3 separate regions of the Zea mays genome follow, and regions 1 and 2 are each linked to region 3. The links are chromatin contacts, called in public Hi-C maps. All regions are on one chromosome and are shown on one strand. Each heading gives the region's core, a stretch centred on a gene start, on an enhancer-like site or on the middle of the called end of the contact. The rest is flanking DNA. Distances are from core to core; before and after follow the strand shown.

What was found. Hi-C and Micro-C count contacts between places; a contact is called where the count stands out from the background.
Region 1: a Hi-C map of ear shows a contact between it and region 3, with 2.1 times the contacts expected there. The contact joins the promoter of LOC103654200 here to the promoter of LOC100276258 in region 3. A contact is called at or near these places in 2 of 25 Hi-C or Micro-C datasets (ear and leaf).
Region 2: a contact with region 3 is called in a Hi-C map of leaf, with 5 times the contacts expected there. The contact joins the promoter of LOC100282307 here to the promoter of LOC100276258 in region 3. A contact is called at or near these places in 2 of 25 Hi-C or Micro-C datasets (both in leaf).

What each region holds. Positions count from the first base shown.
Region 1 is chr4:181,393,080-181,396,713 of Zm-B73-REFERENCE-NAM-5.0, reverse strand. It overlaps LOC103654200 (chaperone protein DnaJ), which reads right to left and starts at 1,601. Exons shown (of 7, transcript XR_002269221.2): 1 at 1,122-1,601. It also overlaps the pseudogene LOC103655727.
Region 2 is chr4:181,088,391-181,091,715 of Zm-B73-REFERENCE-NAM-5.0, reverse strand. It overlaps LOC100282307, which reads right to left and starts at 1,512. Exons shown (of 3, transcript NM_001155219.2): 1 at 1,160-1,512; 2 at 1-187. The coding sequence starts at 1,427.
Region 3 is chr4:181,219,286-181,222,931 of Zm-B73-REFERENCE-NAM-5.0, reverse strand. LOC100276258 reads left to right here and starts at 2,396. Exons shown (of 2, transcript XM_020552740.2): 1 at 2,396-2,853. The coding sequence starts at 2,568.

The sequences.
Region 1 (3,634 bases), core at 352-2,851, 170 kb before region 3:
CCCGCTGCAGTCAAGAAGAGAATATATGTAGCCGCGTCGGTCCCAAGGACAGAGGTAGAGGTGGTGTGCTGTTCGGCTGGAGGTAGACGAAGGCAGATTATATCCAATCAATTTTTCGTTTTATTAAATTGCGAAAAAGGCATTTTAGCGTATGGGTCTTCCTTGATAATGGCATATAAGCTAAGCCCTTTAAAATAATGGCAAAGTGATGAAACCCATTTGCCATAATGGCAAGATTCCAAATTTCTCGCGCCAATGTATCCACCTGCAAACTCGAATCGCCCAAGGAGAACACTTTTCTCTCTCTCCACAACAACTCCACCAAGCAGGGGCGGATCCAGGGGGCAAAGTGGGCCATGGCCCCCCCTCAATTTTGTACACCCTTTTATGCCTAATAATTATTTGGTATTAAATGTAGAAAAAAAATCAAAGTTTTAGATAGTATAAAGTCTTGTTCTAAATCTCTAAAACTAATAACTAGTTGCTAAAATTAGCTGAGAGGTTTAGAATGGATCAACTAATTGTTAGCTATACCCCTTAAATAAGTATTAGTTGCTAGATGCTCCAACCTAGCTAAAACCAGTTAACAGTTAGCTCTAGAGGTTTAGAACATGGCCTAAAACAACCATGTTATAAGCCTGCTCGTCGGATCCTCTTGGTCCAGTCCTTGCATCTACCAGTCTGACCCTAATCTTTCCGACACCACCTAAATCAGTCTACTCGCTGTCCCGTTTCCGCTGCCGACCCATTCTCGATGCGACGGCACCCGACTTCGGGCCTTCCTGGCGCCTCCGTCCCTTGTCCTGTTTTTATCGTGACGTCGATCCGCTCGACAAGATCTGCCTCCGTCCCTTGTCCTGTTTTTGTCGTGACGTCAATCTGCTCGACAAGTTAGATCTTGCTCGTCACAACGATATGGCTTGTCCCTTGCGGTTGGTGAGCTTGGCGAACTAGAAAATCATGGCTCTCATGTAGTCTCTTTGGCCCCTCATGAATTTTCGTCCAACGTCCGCCGCTGCCACGCGCGATGCTGGATAGCTAGATCAACAACGATATGCAGCAGCCAGCAGCAAGTAACGAGGAGCGGAGAGACGCGAAATCAGGAACCGAGTTGCTCTCACCTTGGCGAGCTTCCGGTAAGCGACCTTGAGGTCGGCGTCGGAGCACTCCTTCTTGAGCCCGAGGACAGCGTAGAGGTCGCCGCCGCCCTCCGCCGCCGCGTCGCCGCACTTCTCTACACCGGCGTCCATGGCGAGAGGAGACGCGTAGCTCCCCCCCCCCCCCCCCCCCCCCCCCCCGGCAGCACGTAGGTACAGGTACGCGGCCGCCGCCCACGGGCCACGGGTGCAGCGACGGCAGCCCCCGGCGGGGCGCGCGCGCGTAGAGGCGACGCCGGCGGTGGGGGAGGAGGGAGAGAAGGGGAAGGAAGCGAGCGGATGGCGCTGTTGCTGCTGCTTCGTTCTTCCCCTCCCTCCCTCCCTGAGCTCTGTCTGCCTCCACGCGACGCAGGAAGCCTCCAGAAACTCGGCCATGCCCACTTGCCCGTTAATTAATAATATCTTGCTCTCGTCGCAGGAAATTCCGAATTTTTGTCTTTTTTCCGGCTCGCTCTGTTTGCCTGTTTCCAGATGGTAATGTATATGTGTCGTCGGGAAAACAAGAAAAAGCCTCCAAGTCGCGTTTTTAAAATTAGCCGAAATTTTAAAGGCTTTTTAGTGCAGATCGTCAACTCATTTTTGTTTGACGGGAAGTGAGGGGGTGTTTGGTTTTAGGGACTAATGTTTAGTCCCTTCATTTTATTCCTTTTTAGTGTATAAATTGCTAAATATAGAAACTAAAATAAAGTTTTAGTTTCTATATTTGGCAATTTAAGAACTAAAATGGAATAAAATCTAGGGACTAAACATTAGTCTCTAGAAACCAAACACCCCCTGAATCTACTAATAAGCAGAACAATTACAACTTTCAAACCTACAGACTATAAAAATGTATGCTAAAGTATTTTGGAGTCGTTAGAGCCTTTTTGGCGGTTGGACTTATTTTCATAATCTCATTTTAAAATCTGAAAATGAGAATCTGATTATGAACCAAACAGTTTGTGTTGTACATTAGATTTTATGCTTAGAATCTCACAATCTTCCTGTAAGCTGATAATAACATTTGCATTGGATTTGGTATAATATTAGATGTCCTAGAATCTAAATGAATCAAACACCGCCTTAGTAAACAATCTTCACATCTAAGCCACGTCGATGTCGTTGACTATCTACCCGATTGGTTTGTTGCTCAAGTGTGACTAGCCTTATGTGGCCCTAGCCGGTTAGATTGCATCCATCTATAAAGGATAATAGAATAAGTGGCGCCCTTACGGACGCCCTATCAAGACAATAGAATTCTTGAGTAAATTGCTATATACCTTTCATATAAATCGTTCTCGAGTTTTGGCAGATTGGGGCAATAGTAATAAAATACTTTAGGTGTGCATGAGACTATCACGATAATTAATGAGCATACAATATATGTTGTTCTAACCAGACACACCAATCGATGTAGATGCAGATGTACAAACAGAGTGCACAAAATTAAATTCTAGTTGATTCAAAAACATATCAATTTTGTAATACATCGCACCTCCCAAAATTGTTGATTCTAAAATTGCCCAAGAGGATCTAGTTAGTACATTGAGAAAGCAAGATAAGTTCCTGACGCACAGTACAAATTTCGACCAGATTACTTCCTTGTCATGCTAATGCTGCTTAGCTGCTATCTGTAGTCCAAGTGTCCAACGGGGTATTTCAAAATAGTACAACAGGCTGCTTTGGTCAGAGCTCACAGCCTTAGGGAAAGCATTGCTATCCGCAAAAAGCAAAGAATGATCATGGAATGTGCAGGCCGCGGATTAAAGCGAACGCAAAAGCCAGGCACAAAACTTGACATTAGCAGTAAAAGTCCATGTCCCAATCCTGTAACTTCATCTACAACAAATGTACTTTGACGAGACAATCGACATTAGTAAAACAGACACCGCTAAAATCTACTTCTGCACCCAAATGGAACGATCTTTCTTACTGAAAATGCCGAGGTATAGATCCTTGTTTCCAGCGACCCTTCCAATCCGAGACTGTCATCTTCCTTTCTGGTGGTGCCTGCAATGCAGTTAGCGTGTACATTGAGATGATCTCTAAGGAAGCGAAATGCGGTGGCATAGTAGTCTGTGCAAACGAACCTCGTCACCCCTCGGTAGATGGAAGCGCCTCGAGAAAATCCACTGCTTCTCCTGTGTGTGATGGTCAGTATCAGCTTTAGGAAACGCAGGAACACATCGATGAAGCAAGGCTGTTACGATGCACATGCACGCAGAGCACTGACCTTCTCAAATGTGCAATGAATTCTTGCTTTGTCATGCCTTTCATCTCCTCGAGCTCATCTCGATAGTTTTCTACCTGCCAAACGAAGTGTGCTATGAAATCCCATCACATGAATAAAGCTACAGTTTTCTTCCATGGCACTTACGGGGAAATTGACGTGAGTAGCTGGACCCCAGTATTTCAGAGCAGCCAGATCGTAAGCCCTCGCTGCCTTGTCTTCGGTGTCGTAACCACCTAATGACCAGATAAAATAAATAACCTTTCCT
Region 2 (3,325 bases), core at 263-2,762, 130 kb after region 3:
GCAGCTTCCTCCGGACTATTGAAAGTACCAAGCCAAACACGAACGCCCTTCTGGGGATCTCTGATCTCAGCAGCCCACTTACCCCAAGGGCGCTGGCGGATACCCCTGTATTGATTCTTCCTCTTCCTTTTGGCCAACCTTGCTGCAGGGGCATCATAACCAGCAGTAGTCATGGTGCTTAAGCCATCTGCAAGCAGGAAAGAATCAAACCTTAGTAACATTGCCTCTGTCAATGATATATATGCATATTGAGTTATGAAGCAACATCACAACCAAAATTAACATTCTCCATGCGCATCTATTTCATATTTGCAGAAAGCACAGTTCAAAACACGATAAATATGAAAGCCCAAGATTCTACACAACCCTGGTGCCATCAAATAAATCATTATTATGCAATCATATCTAAAACTTCCACTATAGACGATACTGCACATTAGAACCCATTTGCAGACACGGGACCAGAAATCTGACCTTCCTAAACTTTGCAAACTGCAAGCATTTGGACAATTAATCAGGCCTAGTGACTCTTCATTACTTGCAACGAAATACAATCATACAAGGAACCATATAAACAGCAGATGCATGTGAATATATAATCATGTGCTCAAGCTCAACACCATAAATCGCGTAGGGTAGTTTAAAAGAGTCTAGAACAATCCCCACGAAAATTCATAGGCTACAGACATATCAAGTGATACCACAAGTTCAGAACTATTTAAATAATATGCATCTAATGTAACTAATCATGCACAAACGGTGGAACGCCCAGATCCAACACTCGAAGAACCGAGTTGTGTTCCCACGACTCCCAGGTGGGCAACCAAAACAGACTATTTTGCCCATTACAGAATTGTAACTCGAATGAAAAAGAAAGCGACAGACTTCATCCCAATCGGATACCATAAAATCATCTAATAAGTTGCAGAATCCCCTACAAGCCAAAACTTAATCTAAATAGTAAACACAAATCCCCTCGCTTTTTTCTTTCTTCGTCCCCGGTCCATTCCAACCACCGAGTCGCACCTCAAACGCGCACCGTACCAGCCCCCTTAAAATTCCTCAACTAACTCGTAGATTCTAGTCGTCCGCATCAATCAAACGCAAAAAATACATATACAGCCATAGAAAATAAGCCGCCTCGAGCTTGAGCCAATACCTCTGGAGAAAGTACTCTTGGCGGCGAAGGGCTTGATCTCGATGACGTCGTCGTCAGCCCCTTCCCCGAGCTCCAAATCCGAATCACCGGAGTCGGCTTCAAAGTCCTCGAAGTCGGCCTCGAAGTCCTCATCGTCTTCCGCCGCGAACGAGCGCCTCCCGCCGGCGCCGCCCCTCTTGGGCTTCTTCTTCTGCTGCCAGATGTCCCGCTCCGTGAGCCGGCGCGGCGCCGGCTCGCGGAGCTCGGCAAGGATCGCGCCGCCGCACATGGCTCAGTCGTCGTCGGGAGCTCCGGCGCCTGTAAACAAATCGGTGGCTTGCGACTTGCGAGAGCGAAATGGTGGACGAAACTTTGGAGAGCGCGGACGGGGCGTGGGCCCTATATATTGGCTGGCCGCCACTGGCACAGTCTGCAGGCGGCCAGGCGCGTGGGGGTGGGGGGGGGGAGAGGGAGAGGGAGGGAGGTGCGATGGGGTCCACACGTCAGTCGACGGAGGCGAAACGGAAAGCTACAGCAATAATGGTACAAAGTAGGCAGAAGATAGCTAGGACTAGTATATTTGCGAAATTGCTCCTTCGTGGATGTAGAGGTCTGCAGAGGTACATCTCAAAATCTACTCTCAATCTAGATGATTAGACATTAATACTTTGATATCCAATGCTCCGATGTCAACTTTAGAGTATTGAGATTTTATAAAAAAACAACCTCTAAAATATTTATTAACATAATGTAGCATAACTATACCCCATGCGACGAAAAATAGGTGTTCCATATATTGTGTTGATGCGAATATAACTAATAAATATGTGCCAAAGTTGTGCCTTCATATCAAGGGCTACATCATCATTCTCTCTAATTAGTCACATGACTAGCAAACATACGCCTCATGTTTTGCAAACAAAACCAGCAACAGACATTTAATTGTGGAAACGGACGTCGAGTGTTGTCGATAAAACTACGTCACTTTCACATGTCTAAGGTAAGGTCATAAAATAAATGGTTGTCTTGGCATAATTTGCGGGCACATAAGTGCCCAAACACATGGGGCCCAAATCATTCGGTAGAGCGTCAAGCGGAAGCCACTGGGTTAGAAACGGAAAAGCTATAGTAACAACGGTGCGATAGCCGGAAGATAGAAAGGACTAGGACATTTTAATATTGCCCCTCACTAGATTGGAGTTTTACAAAGGCACACCTTAAATCTACTCACAGTTTAGGTGATTAGCCATTAATGCTTTGACATCCATATCTTCAATGTCAAATTTGAAGCATTGGAATGTTTAGAAAACGACATCCACCATATTTATTAATATATATTATAGCATAATTATAACCCCATACAATGAAAAATAGGTGTTCCATATGATGCACCTATGCAAATAGAACTATTAAATATGTGCCAAAATTGTGTCTTCTGTGAAGGGGTACATCACCATTTTCTCTAATTAATATTTATCACATGACTAGCAAACGTGATTTCGATGGTACCTCATTTTTTGTGAACAAAGCCAATAGAAAACATTTAATCGAGAAAATGGACGTCGGTCATTGCCATAAAAAACTATGCCAATTTCGCATGCCTAAGGCATCATGAAACAAACGGTTGCCTTGGCATAATCTTCGAGCACATAAGTGCCAAAACACATAGTGGAGCCCAACATCATTTGGTAGAAGCATCAAGTGGAAGTCATGAGGATAGAAACGAGAGAGCTATAGTAACAATGGTGTGATAACTGGAAGATAAAAAGGACTATGACATTTTCATATCGCCATTGACTAGATTATAGTTTTACAAAGGTGCGCCATAAATTTACTCTTAGTCTAGGTGATTATCCATTAATATTTTAGTATTCAATGCTCCAATTTCAACTTTGGATATCAAAATTTTAGGGAAAACAGCCTTCAAAAAAATTATAAATATAGTACAACATAATTATAACCCATATGGTGAAAAATAGATGTTCCATATATTGCGCCAATGCAAATAGAACTACTAAACATGTGTTAAAGTTGTGTCTTCATGACAAGGGGTACATCACCATTCTCTCTAATTTCTTTGGTCACGTGACTAGCAGACGTAATTTTAGACGCCTCATGTTCTGTAAACAAAACTAGCAGCAAAACAGTTAATTATGGAAATAGACGTTGAGCATTTTCGATAAAACC
Region 3 (3,646 bases), core at 1,147-3,646:
TATAACACGCAGAAGAATATGAATAATCATTTCGAATCATTAGACTATTTACATATTTATTTATCTTGTAAGCATAAGCAATCATCAACAATATTCAAATTATATTTGTACCTTCGTCTTAACAGAAAGCAATAAGGTGAGAGTGACGCAAGAGTGATTACAAGTCAGCATAAACAGTACGGTGTTACTGTTCATCTATTTATAGGCACAGGGCGCAGCCTGTGAAAAATTACATTCATGTCCTTGACATTTACTGTTAGACAAAAGGTAAAATGTCAAGGACTGAGCAGTCTTTTCCCCTTTAAGTCGATTCCATTCTCCATCACCGTCCCTGTGCTAAGCCGAAGCTTCTTCATCCACAGCTTCGGAGCTAGTTTGTCCTTCTTCCAGATTGCGCTTTTCATACCATGCATGACTTTATCTCAAAGCTGAAGCTTCCTGTAACAGTATATTATACTGGAAAACATGTTAGTTGTGTTTTGAGGACCTTCGGAAGATGATGGCCCCCAACACATACTAACAAGGTGGATCTTATTTCTCGGAAGCCTGTCTCGAAAGAACCTCTAAGTTAAGCGTGCTTGACTTGGAGCAATTCGGGATGGGTGACCGATCGGGAAGTTTTCTCGGATACGCATGAGTGAGAACAAAGTGCGTATAAAATAACTGTGTTGATCTGTGAGGACAATATATGATACTAGAGAGCTGCCAGGAGTAAGTACCTTCGGCCCAGGAATTGAACGTTGTGTTACATTATATGGCCCAATCCGGCCCGCTCACACGAGGATTCAGCCTTCTCACGCTCTGAGCCCACGGGCGCTCCATCTCCTGGTTCGACGAAGCCGCACTCTCCCCATTGTCCTCTTCGTTGGCCTGTAATCCTTGCTCTTTGCTGACACCATCTAGTCGACAGCGATCACAGCTATAGATGTCCAAAAAGCACGTGGCCCGTTAGCCCGGCACGAAGCACGTGTTTTTAGCACGACACGAGCCCGGCACGGCACAGTTTGAAGCGGGCCCGGGCTGAGCCCGGCCCGTAGAGCGTGTCGGGCTCGACAGACATTTGAGCCAGTTGGGCTAGCCCGGGCATGGCCCGTTATCGGTCGGGCCTTTAAACCGGCCCGTTCAAAAACTCAGGTACCGTACTGGGCTGCCATACGTGATGCCCGAACGGCCCACTTTGTCCTAACCCTAAGCAGCCCACACCGCAGCCACCGTCTGTATAAATCGTGCGCGTCCGGCGCCCTAACCCTAACCTAACACACTCTCGCTCCTGCGTCCTGCCTCTCCGTGCGGCGGCGGCGCTCCCTGCTCTCGATCTCGATGCGGCGCTCCCTCCCTCCTTCGGGCCTCGGCGCGGCGCTCCATGCTCCCTCCTCTCGGCGCGGGCCGTGGGCTCCCTCCCCTCGGCGCGGTGCTCCGCGCTCCCTGCTTTCGGCGCGGCGGCGGCGCTCCCTCCTCTCGGGCCTCGGCGCGGCTCTCCCTGCTCCCTCCTCTCGGCGCGGGCCGCGGGCTCCCTCCTCTCGACGCGGCGGCGGCGCTCCCTCCTCTCGGGCCTCGGCTGTGGTGCTCCCTCCCTCCTCTCGGGCATCGACGCGGCGCTCCCTCCCTGCTCTCGGCTCGGCTGCTCCCTCCCTGCTCTCGGCGCGGCGGGCTCCCTGCTCTCTGCTCGGCTGCTTCCTCCCTGCTCTCGGCGCAGCGGGCTCCCTGCTCTCTGCTCGGCTGCTCCCTCCTCCAGGCAGCTCCGGCGGTTGTGTGATTTGCGGGCTCGAGCTGGCCCGGGCTGCTAAATGGGCCGTGCTATTCGGGCCAGCCCGGCACGGTCGGGCCTCCACCGTGCCGTGCTCGGGTAGCTATTTGGGCACGTCGGGCGGCCCGGCCCGGCACGGTTAAGTGATCGGGCTTAACCGTGCCGGGCTCAAACGGGTCGGGCCAAGTCGTGCTCGGGCTGGGCCGGGCCGTGCCGCCCATTTGGACATCTATCTAGCACCGAGTCGGGAGCCACAACACAATGACCTTAGCAATCCGTGAATAAACTATAACCAAACACCACAACAAACACACCAGATAGATCATAGATGTGATGAGTCAATGATTTTTTTTGGATGAAACGCCCGCAACTGACTTGATGAGGGTTTACAATTTCGGACAGAAATTTCCAAAATTTCTGAAATTTTCTGAAATTTTCTTGATTTCGGTGGGGTCCGAAAAAATATGTTTCCGAAATTAATATTTTTAATTTAAGTTATATCATTTTTTGTTTTAAAAATACTAAATCTATTTAATTTTGACCGAAAATTCCCGAAATTTCGGAAATTTTCTATTTTTCGCGATTTCTTTTTCGAAATCGTAAACGCTCCTCAAACTCAAGCCTCCCTCCCTGCCTGCTCATCCGTGCTCAGTGCTCACTCGCCTATGATTCTCCCGTCCCCTTCTCCTCCTCCCATCCCCCTCGAATCAACCAGCAGCGCGATTCGGACCGAAACGAAACGAACCAACTAACTCGCCACCCTCCAAAGCCGCAGCCCCAATCCCACCGCCGGCCAGGCAAGCTGAGCGCGCCCCGCGCCATGTCAGCCATGTCGTCGTCGTTCATAGCGCGGGAGTCGTCTCGAGCGGGCGAGCAACCGCAGCGCGACGAGGTGGTCGTGTTCCATCCCCGCCCGTGGGTGGCACTCTCCTTCATCCCCGTCGTCCTCGGCGCCAACGACAAGCGGGCATGGATGCTCGCGCCCGGTGCCTGCGACATCCTTCTCGACCTCCAGCCCCCGCAGGTCGGCGCCTCCTACCTGGTCCTGCCCGAGCGCCCCTTCATGGTCATGTCCGCTTGCTCCGACCGCCTCCTCTTCATGGGGGTTACAGCGAAGGTATGCTTCCACACACTGGTTCACACGCTCGGTCTGACCGTCCGACTGAGGATGATAGGCGCTGCTCATTAGCTCTATTGCAGGAAGAAGTAATGGGAAGTGCTGGAAGAAGGGAAACCAGAAAAGGAGAAGTGGTGGTATATTCTAAGGCTCCCATGAGAATGCCTCCTATGGCTGGACAGTCAAGTTCCCTGTTAACAGGTCGAAACCCAGTGATCCCTGACGATCGACGTAAACCACTAGTAGGCAACAGTCGGGTGGGTGACCAAAAGCTTACAGCCTTGAAGAATTATAGAAGGGCAAGGGGCCTTTGTTTCAAATGTGGGGAAAATGGAATCCTAGCCACAGTTGTTCTAACAGTGTACCACTGCATGTAGTGGAGGAAATGTGGGCTGTTGTGTCTCATGGTGAAGAAGATGAAAAGTCCGAGGAAACAGATGATTCTCCAGAAAAGGTTGTTGAGGAGGAGGTGTTAGCTATTTCTGAAGCAGCAGTACATGGTGGTGAGCATAACAAGACCATCAAATTGTGGGCTTATATTCAGGGATGCCAGATGTTGGTGTTGGTTGATTCTGGAAGCTCGGGTAGTTTCATGAGTAACCACTTTATTGAGGTAGTAAAAGGGGTTCAGAAACTGCCACATCCGCTTCAGGTGAAGGTGGCTGATGGTAATACCTTGTGGAGTGAATATTGGGTACCTGATTGTCCCTGGTTATGTAATGGCATCAATTTCTACGCTGATTTTAAATTTTTACCACTGGCCGGTTATGACATTGTGTTAG